Linked DNA regions of Anas platyrhynchos: region 2 is linked to region 1. The links are chromatin contacts, called in public Hi-C maps. All regions are on one chromosome and are shown on one strand. Each heading gives the region's core, a stretch centred on a gene start, on an enhancer-like site or on the middle of the called end of the contact. The rest is flanking DNA. Distances are from core to core; before and after follow the strand shown.

Region 1 (6,165 bases), core at 1,815-4,314:
GACTGAACCTTGTAGCATGCCCTGAAATAGCTATTCCAATTTAGAATATTGAGGAAAACCTAAAGCTACTGAGTCTTAAAAAAATCAACTGTCTTCCACTTATAAGACATCTTGCTCTGCCTTCATAATCTCTGTTAATGTCTTGGGTAGAGAAGCCCTTGCACTGAAATATACTCTTTGTATGAATAGATCACTGCTTGCATGCTCACAAGCTGCTGGCACAAATCCTGGTTTGCTCTCATTATGTTTACTCTGAGATGCTTGGCTCAACAAGTGGACAGTGGCACAGCTTCCAGTGGCAGCTTCCTGAGGTGTAGGATGTAGAAGGGGGATGAAGTTCTAGCAGATGAAGTTTGGTTGCTCTTAAATATACTGCATCTGGAAAGATGAGTCACAATAAAAACAGGTCAGAAATTCCACCTCATGTGTTTGCTCTTTGAGAATACTGACCCTTGGTGCTGATATGGACCGAGGACATAGCTTCATTTCAACACAGGTCCTGTAGAAAACAACCATACTCTTGACAGTCCAGCTACTCCCTTCCCCAGCAGCCAGCCTCTGCTGTAACGAGTTATTATCCTTGGATCATTTACAGCTCCTGATTTCCTCCTAGGAAAAAGTCTGAGGAAGTGTATTTAAAAGCTTACAATTTGCTGTGATCATTAAAATAGTATGTGCCTTAGGAGCCTTTTTTAAACCATATATATATACATATATATATATATATATATTTTTTTTTTTTTTTTTTAAAAAGAGTTGGCCAGTATAATGGTGTTTCATCTGTTGCCATTAAGAATATTTTCTTAGATTCCTTTTGAGTGGGATCCAAACAGGGGAAAGAAAGATTATAAGCATTTTTGTCTCAGATAATTTGGAGCAGAGGCATAAAACTTTTTTTCACAAAAGTATTCACATTTTTCCATTAGCTTGAAACTTGCACATAACTCATACAATGAAATACTTTATAGTTGCCTTGTTTTTCTCAGTACAGCTGCAAAAGTGAGCTTCTGCCATAAATACTGAAAGAGAGATTAAAACTGATGAAGGAATGGATGCTAGACACCCACTTTTCCAAGGGATGAAATTTTGAATGGGAAGGGATGAGCCAGTATCCATATTATGGATGCTGTACAATGGAATGGGTTGACAGTCACACTTTTTGCCCTTGAATTTGGTGTGAGTGTGAAGTGTGCTAGAAGCGTTTGTTTCACTAGTTGTGTCGATGATGGCCCATATTTTTCCAAAATCTCCTTGAGCCTTGGCATTTCTCAAATGTCAGCAATAAGTCACTAGTGTGATACAAATTTTCACATGGCTGCCCTTACTGTTTAACTATACCGTTTCCAATATTGTTGAGTATTAAAAGAAAACAAATTAATGCCCCTTACCAGCCTCTTTTGACACTAGGCCCCATTCATTTCTTTGTGACCAAACAGAAAGCGACAAGTGCTTCTTCACAACATGCTGGCTATATGAAGAAGTGTTGATAACATGGGTTGAAAGACACAGTCTGGTGCTACCATGCCCAGCTGTTTCTTCACTAGTTACCATTGTGTTGACTGTCTTTCTTTTCAGGTTGGCAAGTGCGTTTCCAGCTAGCCTCACATTTTGTCTCCAGGGTACTGTATCTTTGGTGCCATTTGCCAGGACAATAGATGAGCCTCTTTACAAGTTCTGAATGAGATGCTTTTGTGTAGACTTAATCTTTGGTGAAACAGGTTTGTCCCTGCTGCTTACAAAATTTGCAGCGCTTGGTGCCAAGAAATGCATCTGCTGTTGGCCCTGTCGCTTTGCTCTACTGAAACAACACTCATTTTGTGTTTCTGGGCTCTGCTGTGCTGATTTACTAAAGATGCATTTTGAGGAGAATAATTTATTTTTATGCTTTGTTATGGGGGTACCTTCCTAACACAGGGTGTACAGCCCAACTTTGGGGATAATCAGGTTGAACTGACTTAGAAGGTTAACTTAGAAGTTAAACTTCAGATTTAAGCCCTGAAATTTGCTGTGGCTTTCTCTGGATATACCCATGGAACTAGTAGCTGCTGTGCTGGCCATTTTGGAAATTTCCTGCAGCCATGTGTCCTCCTGAGACCAATCCCAAACACCCCCATTTCTTCATAGATTCAGACCGTGTATGAATCCTTTCTGATTTACTGGTAGGTATTGTTGGGGATCCTGGACAATATCATCTGCATGGACTTGGACAGGGGATGCCACTGCAATACGTGCAGACAATGAGGGCAGGCAAAGCCTGATAAAGCCCAAGATAACATATTTTGCAGGCTCAGATTTCTTGAGATTTCTCCTAGGGAATGGCTTATCTCAAGCCCATTCCTGTTAGGAGAGCTGGCAAGTTTAATATTGTGTCTGGTCTTGAAGCAACTCTTAAAATTTACTATACACATGGGGGGAATGCTTTCCTGCAGAAGGTGTGAATTACCTTCTTCATTAGATGGCAACCTATTTATATATATATGAACTGCATTGCCCTTTAGACTTTATTTTTTTTAATGTCAGTTTGCATTAGATATTTTGACACCTAAGTGAACAGATTACATGCATATTTGTATGTGATTCACATACCCTGTGCAATCCATGATTTTCTTGTCAAATGCCTATTCACACTGTATTTTGACTGGTGTGAGCCATACTAAAGAACAGCCATTTGTACTCACCTTTAGAAGCTCTTACAAAAGCAAGAACTCTACGTAGTTGTTCCTAAATCAAAGTTTAACCCTTTTTCAAAGGACAGAAAAAACATTTAATGTACTGCTAATTGGTTGAACTTTCTATTACCTTCAACATATTCAACACTTGCAATCAAGAAAAGCTGAGGCTGATGCCAAATACTGTGAAGCAGAGAGGATAATATGAGAGGAAAGGATATTTTTTGCAGTGAGCTCCACCTAATCTAGGCTCTGAGTTGTCATTCTGACCCTGTGTTTCAAGTTATAAGCAAGGATATCCTTGTGTTGGCTGTGCTTCAGTCTCTGCCAAGGACAGCGGTCTGAGAACAGCAGATTACCATCCTAAAATAACAGAAGTCAGAGAGGGATAAGGTTGCCTGTCAAGTCCAAGCACAGCAGAGTTGTCTCCTGCTACACACTGCCTGGTGCTTTGTACAGACTGTTTATTAGGGCTTCACGTTCTTGCTGGGTCTCTTGAGAGACAAGTTTTATGTTTAAAAAATCTCAGCTGACAACCATCCTAAACTATGACTCCTTGTTTAGCAGTTATGACCTCCTCCAGTAAATGCTTAAATGGATGGCACACCTTATAGAGGGTTTGAAAAAGAAAGTGGGACAGCCTGCTCTGTACAGGGTAATGGACACTGGTGTCTCGAGCTTGAATGAAGACATGGTAGTTAATGGAATTTCACGTCTCCTCCCTTAGCATGCAGCTGAAACAAATAGTTCCTTTGCTGGTCCATCACAGTATCCCTGAGCAGCAGCAGAGCATGATGCAAAACTAATGGATATCCTGAGATATGCTTCTGAAAGAACTGTGGCACATCTGCCAATTTGCTCAGTTTCCAAGAAGATCAAACTTTTGATTTTATTTACTATGTCTGGCTGCAATAAATTAAAGTCTGAACCAGCTTCCATTTTAAGCCCTTTCTTGTGGAAAGCTGACTCTGAGGGTACAGTTGCAAACAGGATTATGTAGGCTGTCACCCACTGCCTTTTGATAACCACTGCTCTGGAATTGCTGAGTCTTCTGTAATGTTGCCTGGAGATTGAAATTGAAAGCCATGTCTCCCACTCCAGTGGATATTTTCTCCAATGGCATGTATAGAATAACACTATATTTACAATAACTAAAGTGGGATCAGAAGAACATTTGGTAATTTTTTTGTTTTTAAAAATTATTTATTTGTTTTAAAGTGAAATGAAGATTGGAATGTACTTTTCTTTCATGATACAGAGTTATAATTGTTATCACCATGGACTTAATCTCTTTCATATTTTCTCTGTTTTTACATATTTCTTATCAGCTACATTTGTAAGTAACATAACTATATGCAGATCTGGTCTTCCATTCTTTTCCTGCTGCCTTTTCTCCTTATGACGTGCTTGTAATAGCATGTCCTTTTGGATTGCAAGCCTTGCAGGGTAGGCCCTTATGAGTGGGATCCATTCTTCCCCAAGTGAACCACCTGAAATCTAGCCCTCTAGTCTAAGTTCATTAACTGTGTTCCCTCTCTAGTCAATAAGGTATGTCAGATACCAGGCAAGATGTACGAATTCGCCTGGCTAATACACCACAGTGAGGGTGGGCAGACTCTAGAGATGGATTCTTCTCTATATTGTGTAACATAACTTCAGATACTTGACATCAGGGTGTAAATTGTGGTGTCATGCTCTGGATTGCTCCTTGCAGCCTAACAAGTCAACTAGGTTAAACGGGAAGTTCTCTCTCTCTTGGGACACCAGCAATGAGCTGGGAGTAGGATCTTAGGAGCAGGCTGAGCTTTTTTAGGATGGGTGTTGTATTCAGTAACATACAGTGGTTAAACATAGGACAGTGTCTGGTTGGCACATTGATTAACAAGACAGTGTGTGCTGATGATGAAATATATACCCTGTCACTGTATGCTGCTGGCTGGGCTGTAATGTAAGGTAACAAACTAGCCAGTCTCCAGCCTGTTCCAGTGCTTATACCCATCTTACTAACCTGGAAGATGGATCTTTTTGACCTATGATACTCAACCAGATCCGCTGTCTAATTCTTCATAGCAATGACCCCTGTACACCACAGAGCTACTCTGATGCATTGACCTCTGATGCATATATCTGAACCTCAAATATATCTGATGGTCTAAGAAGGCAGATGGGCTTCCTAATACTATGGACTGCATTTTTATAGGCACTGTCCTGCTGACTTCCTTTAAAAGGATTTCCCATTGAACTGTAATGCAGTCAGGATTAAAGGCTAGGGCTTAACAGACAGTCAGTTAATGAACACATTCCTTACTTCTGATTTTGTTCTATAAGTTTCTTCTCATGCAGATTTTCTGTGTGGTCTTTTCCTTTACTTTGGCATCTTCTCCCTTGGTTACTTGCTTGTCTTACTGCACATTGTGGTGTTTCACACCACTGTAACACAGCCAGAAGACCTTGCCCAGAGCATTTATAGGAATAAGACAGTAGAGGGTGCAATGTGAGCAATAAATTTATCTTCTAGATACTGTCTCCTTGGATCATGATCACCTTTCTGACTCACCAACAAAAACAAATCCACAGTCAATGCCTGAGCAATGGTACTGTGAAGATAGACCTGTTGGTTATGAGCCTGATGGATAGCTTTAATGCAAAGGTTTCAGCAGTGTTTTGCAAGTAATACATCGCATATTCTTTCCACCTTTACTCAGCATAGTTACTATATAACCTCTGGATGCTAACGTGAATAATCTAGGTAGAAAGTGAAGCCTCTTCTTCCCAGTCCTGAACTCTTCCAATATTCGTGCATTTTTCATAATTCTGGCTGTGGATCAAGATCATGAATCAACCTGTTCTTGGTTTTGTTAAAGAAGGGTCATGAATTATTCATACCCTGGCAAAAGGCAAAATGAAATAATTAGGCATTAACTATGCTCTGTAAATCAGCCATGAACACAGATCCCTCCAAATTGAAATGATATTTCAAAAGATTTATATCCATATATATAATAAATATCTGGCAATTACTTTGATAGTTTTCTGAAATAAAAACAAAGTGTATCTTTTTTTTTTTTTTGGCCACTTGTGATGAACTGGAGATGTAGAATGTGAAGAGAAGTTGTAGTGATCGATACTCTGCATCTTTTCATCTTAACGTGGGTCCCTGGGTTTGAGAACACTAGGTTTAGACTGTCTGACAAAATCAGTCTCTAATCTGGCAAATTCAAGAGAATTAAAAAACAGGTAAATTACAGTTTAGTGATTAGTTAGTATAAACACTTGGCATGACAACAATTAAACTTTCTATATGCTTAATAGGAAGCATCAATTAACCTGTTAGACTTCTTTAGACCAAGACTCTGAAGACATCCAGTGTATTGTGGTTTCTTTCAGCTAACACAACTAGTGCAGTGTGGCAGTACTGGATTATTATTTAATTTCCTTTTTGGTAGATGAATTGGAAAAGATACTGTTTAATGGAGATTTGCATAGCCATTTAAGG
Region 2 (6,165 bases), core at 1,143-3,642, 200 kb after region 1:
TAATCTAAGTCATGCTTACCTGACACTGCACTTGAAACTGGTCATTACAATTCAGGAAAGAGATATTAGAGTTATTGTTGTGACAAAATTAACGCAGCGTGCCGCACAGCCAAATAAACCAACTAAATGTTCGGTATCATCAGGAAGGATGCTGGGAACAGTACAGAAGGTAAGGTTTTCTGCTACCTAAAACCTGATGTACTCCCATCTTGAGTTCCGTGTGCAGTCCTGGTATTTGCACCTCAGGAAGGATTTAGCGTAGGTGAAGGAGGTACAGAAAAAGGCAGCTAAAATGATCAAGGGGATGGAACAATGACCTTAAGAGAGAAGACTGAAAAACCTGGGACTGTTCAGTCCTCACTCATGTGCACCTCCCAGATAGTACCTGTTTTTTCATTGCTGAAGGAAGAATACCATGCAACATGGAGCAGTGATCTTACTCAGTAGGACCCTTGTTATGGTTTTATGTTTGAAGGCCACTCATTGTGCGGAAGAAAACTTCAGTGCTAGCTCTTCTTTAAAGTAGAAAATGAACAAGCTGATGGTGTGGCAGGAGGGATTACTGAAATATTAGCTGGAACTTTTCCTTCCAGGGAAGGAGAACATTCCTGGAAATGCTGAGAATTTTTTACTAACAACAGATTTTCCCCCATTTTCTCACCATTGTTTTGAAACATTAAGTAGTGACACATAAACCATCCAACTGTAAAGAGGGAGATGTCACAATACCATATGTCTCCATAAAATCCAGATATAAGTGTACCCTGAGAGAGCAGACAAGTTGTTATGGAGTATTTTCCTTCCTGTTCTCCTTCCCCTTTTCATGTACCTGCCCCAATTTTGGTAGGTTAATAACACTTCCTGCAAGTTCTTATCTTTCCTTTGCCATCTCTTGTAAAAGCCATTCAACCTCAATCTCAAAACAGCTCTGTGAAAGGTGGTTGCCTATCCCTGGTATGAGACAAAAAGAACAACTTGGAGAGTGAAGTAGCCCAATAGTTGAGTACCTGTTAAAATCTTCACTACTCAGAAGCCTTGTGAAAACATTTCCAGACTTTTGTCCTTTCACTTCACACTTGTCAGAATTGAAGAAACAATGGCTCATTGTTTCTGGACAAATAAATTCACACTATTCTTTTGTGTGAATCCTATAGGCAGTGTGAGATCTATTGGAGTGTGAATTGTTTGTTTATAGGCTTTTTCCATATAGGAGGTACACATGGCCTTTTCCTTTTCTTTTCCCTTATGAGCAGTGTAACATTTGTTAAATAGAGGTCAATCATCCTAGAATTTTCTCTCAGCTACCCTATAAATAATAAATAATAAACAAAGCTGTGTGAAGCTAGGCATGAAGGATATTGGTGGTTTGCCATTAATCTTTCAAGCAGTAGCCAGATATCTCCTGCCAGTTGTTGTGCAGTTTCCTAGGTAGATTTCATGGTTGCCTTACTGGATACTGTGTTTATTTGCATTTGTGGAGACCACTAAAGCTCATTTCAGGTGAGATGCTCGTGGGTTTGCTGACAGAGATCAGCTGAAGGCAATACAGTGAGCTACCAGTGCAGCTGGCCTGAATTCTTAACATTTGCCATGTTTTTTTCAGACATTTGCCAAAGACCCTAGATTTTGCAGCTTCCTATATCCAGCCTAGTGCCAAGCGCTATTCAACTACCTCTCTCAGCAGGAATCCAGAGCTATGAATCCATATGCCATTGATCCCAACTGCAAATATCCTAACATAGTGGTTTCTAGTCTATGGTTCACTGATGCAGAAATCATAGTCTGTGGTTTATGTCTATGTGGTAAAGAAATATTTGAGAAATTAAATTCAAAAGAGAGTAGCTCACTGTTCTGAGCCAAATGTGTCTCAAAAATAATAATAATAAAAAAAGAAGGTATTCATAAAGGCTGGGCCTTCATGAAATTCTCACAGTATTCACAGAGCTAGTGGAAAATACCAGGTGAACTGAAAATCTAAATTGTTACAAACCACAAGACTGTTCTTCCTGCTTTTTTTTTTTTTTTTTTTTTTTTTCTTGTCATTTTGGTTGCTGTTAAACAAGCTATTATATATATATATATATATATATATATATATATATATATTCTAATATGTTAGATGTTGAGAAAAAAAATAGAACTGGTTACTCCATAATCAGTGGAGGGGCTGAGTCCTGATGGAGATCCTCAGCAGACCCCAGTGCCCACTGACTTTCTTGGTTCTGTTCTTCCTCAGACAACTTTTGCCACAACTGAGCTGAACAGTAGAATAGCAATCAGATGGTAAGGTATGTCCCTGACAGAGCAGCTGTCAAAGTGCAGTACTACGTGTTATGTATTTATTGTAGCTCTGCCAAGAGCTTGCAAGCTGAAGAGAGAAATCTGCAGTTCTTAGAGCAATGCGTCACGGTGGCCTCGGACAAAAGATTTCAGGGTCAAAGTGGGGCAGCTGCTACAACCCTTTGCTTTCCAGGCTCAAGAAGTATTTATTGTACAGAGATATTCATGTGACCAGGAAGCAGACACAAAAGAGATAGGATCTCCGCTGGTGCATGAACTGAACTCTTGTTTACTGTTTGGACAAATGCTACCTTCAGATGTGTCTTTGGACAAAGTATATTAAACTACAGTAGATCTAGTGAAGGCAGAAAGTGGCCATCTGGGCACTGCAGGTGAGATTTATCCCTGAGCCAAAGCTTACATAAATCTCACATTTATGCCTTTCTTTGGAATTTCAGCAGGGCTTTGCAGAGCCATGTCAAGGCTTCTTGGCAATGTCTGACAAAACAAGAACAAAAAACTGCCTCCTGCCAGAAAGCAGAGATAGAGACAGGATGGACATGGGATGGAGAAATGTGGGGTGCTGCTCTCACTGCTGCCAGGAGGGCAGGGGGTGGCCATGCCTGCTGCTGCCAGACATCCTCCCCATCTTACTCTCTGGCTTTGCAAAGGGAGCAGAAACAGGAAGCTGGCTCCAGCACAGCTACAACTGCCAAAGCTTTTGTGTCACAGCCCACAGCTACTGCCAGGCTCCGCTCACCATGAGAGCTAAGCCGGGTGCTGCAGCTTGCAGACAACTGCTCTTACATGAGTCAGTTTTATCCTGGTCATGCACAGGTACCCTTTCTGCATTGTCCATGAAAGGATTTTATGACACTGAAGTTGAGTTTGCATGTCTGAGCTTGAGTTTTGCTGCTGATGGGAACTGGCTTTTCCTCTTCATTTTTGCCATTCTGCAGAATGACTCGTGGCCACTAACTGCGTGGGCACAGGCAGTGGACCACGACTTGCAAGATCTGAGCTCATTTCCTGCACCAAGCCACAGATTTGATGTATGACTTCAGGAAGTTACTTCAGCTCATCCAGGCATCACTTCCCAACTTGTATGTAGCTCTCAGCTTCAGTGGAATTTGCTACAGTAACCCCACTTAGATGTGAAGGTCTGACAGTAGAAGTCATGATGAAGACACTATTGTTACCCAGATTATCATTTGGAGAAAAAAATATCTCAGTAATGACTGTGTAAAATTTCAATCAGTTAATCAGCAAAAAGCAGAGTTCAGCTTGGTGCAACACAGCATGCTTGGTGCAACCACTGTTGATTTCACTGGAATCTGTTACAAATCTGGAAATCGTGTCCCCCTGATTTTCTCCCACTTAAATCCTAGAAGTCTATACCAGTGACTACAACATGGGCTGCTAACAATTTAGCATTAATGTTTCTGGCCCTCCTTGCTAGGAGCAATTAGATTAAAATGCTGAAAACTTTTCCAAGGGAATTAAGGTGTCAGCACTAAGCAGCAATTCACAAGAATTGCACTAAAAAGAAGGCAGTTGGGGTTTTCTTACTTGCAGTAGAAAAGCAGACAAGTGACAATGCAGTGGAAGAAGGAAGACATTTGGGGCCATGTGACACCGAGACCAAGTGGAAGAAATGTCTGGAACAGTGGGCCAAGCTGGTGGTGCTGTGACACTGGGAGCCCGTAAGATAATATTTTTGCAGTTTCCCAAGACATCCTATCTCCCTCCCCCTCTGTATGTTGTCATTTCCTCTCTCCTGGCTGGATCTGATCTTCCCTGCCTCTTCCCTTCCCCAGCAACAAAGACTGCATTCTTCACACATGCAGTATGTACATCAGAGATGGCCCATCCATGTTCCTGTGGCTGCTGGTGACAGGAAAAGAGCAGTCCCTCAGCAGGACCATCCCAAGTACATCATCCTGTTGGTGTCTACAGCAAAGTGCATGCATGTGGGTGGAGAAACCTTTTGCATGCTGAAGATATTTGTGCTGAAGGGAAGCAGAGAGGATTCATAGCTAACTATTTCTAACAGCAACTAAATTTTGAGGAATACTTTTCATCAATGCCTTTCATATGACACCACAGATGAAGCTGTAGACATCTCTTATTTTACAGATGTGAAAAATTACATGTAGAAAAATTTGTGATAGCTCTGTGATCAAGGTGGAATAAGAACAGAGCTCTTCTGAAACCTACTGCATGGGCAATCCCACTGTCCCACTGGTGGGACAAAGACATTATTTAAGCATTTAGCATCATAAAACATCTCTTGAAAGAGTGAAAAAAAATGTTGCTTACATTTAAAAAAAATGCCAGATTATTTGGGATATCATAGTTCTGGTTAAATCCAGCGTGAGAAATATTTAAGAGGCCAGACTTTGTGAAAGCCCTTACATTCATTCGCTGAATAAAATTATATTGTTATCAGATATTCCAAAGAGGAGGCAATCAGCTTCAGGAATAGCATGTGGAAAATTTGAGCCAAGTTTGTCATGTATTAAAATAACATAAAAACGGGAGTTCATGTTTAAAAAATGTGGAAGATGCCCTTTCTGAGTAGTGCCTTGAAAGCTTCCTTACAGTGACAAGGCAACACTGGGAAAATATGATCTGTAAAACAGTAAGAGCAGGTCAGATAATAATCTATTACCCTTTTTATGAGAGGTATGCTGAGTACCTAGAAGCAAAACGAACCACAGAATTATGCCTTTACAGCATGAGAAATGTCGCCCCAAGGAAATTAAAAACTTCACACAATTGCAGGTGTTAATCCCCACCTTAGATACCGTGAAAAGACCCTTGAGTTTCTTTTTGGCTGAACTTCAATTTCTCGAGGAGTTTTTGTGTGTGCACAGCAGTGCCCTGGTCGGCACATCTGGGTCTGTGCCCTGTCTGTACCTGCTCAGCAGGAATGTAAACACAGCAGAAACACTGCTGCTTTTAGCTGCCTGATCTCTTCAAATCAGCCAAGGGGAAATGATAACAGTGTTTCTTCTGTCTCTACACTGTGCGTGCATGTTTTGTGGCAGAAAGAAACTGTTTTTTGCAGGTGAGCTGAAGAACAGAGAATAAAATCCTTGTGACTCAGAGAAATGAGAAGTAACATAAAGCAAAGGTTAAATTTGCAAAAGTGCCATTCATTTGCTTTTCAGCAAAGGAATCAGTGGCAGTCCCTGAGAGAAAGCCACCCAGACAGATAACGTGACTACAACCATGTATGTTGGCTTTTATTTGTCTTGCATGGCTAAAGCTATCATGCTCCACATGTTGCACAAGAACTGATATGGAAAGGTCAAATACATTGCTTCAGTGAGAACAGAGCAGCGCCAGGGCATTTCAGCATGTTGCAAATGCCTGTCAGACAAGAAAACTGCTGAGAATTCACAGAGAGCCCATCACTGCAAAGCCCATCAACTTATCCTTGGTTCTGCTAAATTTACAGTTGTTTCTTGCCTGAACTGTGTTTTGATGTTCAAAGGAAGGCTGAATAAGGTCACCCATTGCCCATTTATCTTTCCAGTTACTGTCTAAGTTTGAAAAACTTAATTTATCCTTGTGTCTGACCCTCAGCTTCTCAGCAATCAGAGTTGCTGTTTGCATGCATATACTTGTGTGGCCATAATAAGATTTTTGTTACTCTTGGCAAAGCACCTTTCTTTTCTATATAACTTGGGAGATACTTCTGGAAGGGCTGTAAATGTATCACACATGTTACTTTGTTCTTTGAGGACAGGAGTACTGCAGGAAATACGGCTGCCAGCTTCTGTTTCACAGCTGTGCATTTCTCCACCATGCCAGTGTTACAGTAGTAATTAAAATGACAGATAAACAACATCGCTGTTTGTTCTCCAAACCCAGCAATGA

The links. Hi-C and Micro-C count contacts between places; a contact is called where the count stands out from the background.
Region 2: a Hi-C map of skeletal muscle shows a contact between it and region 1, with 2.8 times the contacts expected there. The contact joins two enhancer-like sites. A contact is called at or near these places in 2 of 8 Hi-C or Micro-C datasets (liver and skeletal muscle).

The regions. Positions count from the first base shown.
Region 1 is chr1:47,882,482-47,888,646 of IASCAAS_PekinDuck_T2T, forward strand. No RefSeq gene overlaps it. Among named protein-coding and RNA genes, the nearest start is that of PLEKHG7, 53 kb to the left of the region's middle. Within about 2 kb of position 3,065, at least 5 of the 8 cell types and tissues checked have an H3K27ac peak or open chromatin away from gene starts, as enhancers often do.
Region 2 is chr1:48,081,444-48,087,608 of IASCAAS_PekinDuck_T2T, forward strand. No RefSeq gene overlaps it. Among named protein-coding and RNA genes, the nearest start is that of BTG1, 54 kb to the left of the region's middle. Within about 2 kb of position 2,393, at least 6 of the 8 cell types and tissues checked have an H3K27ac peak or open chromatin away from gene starts, as enhancers often do.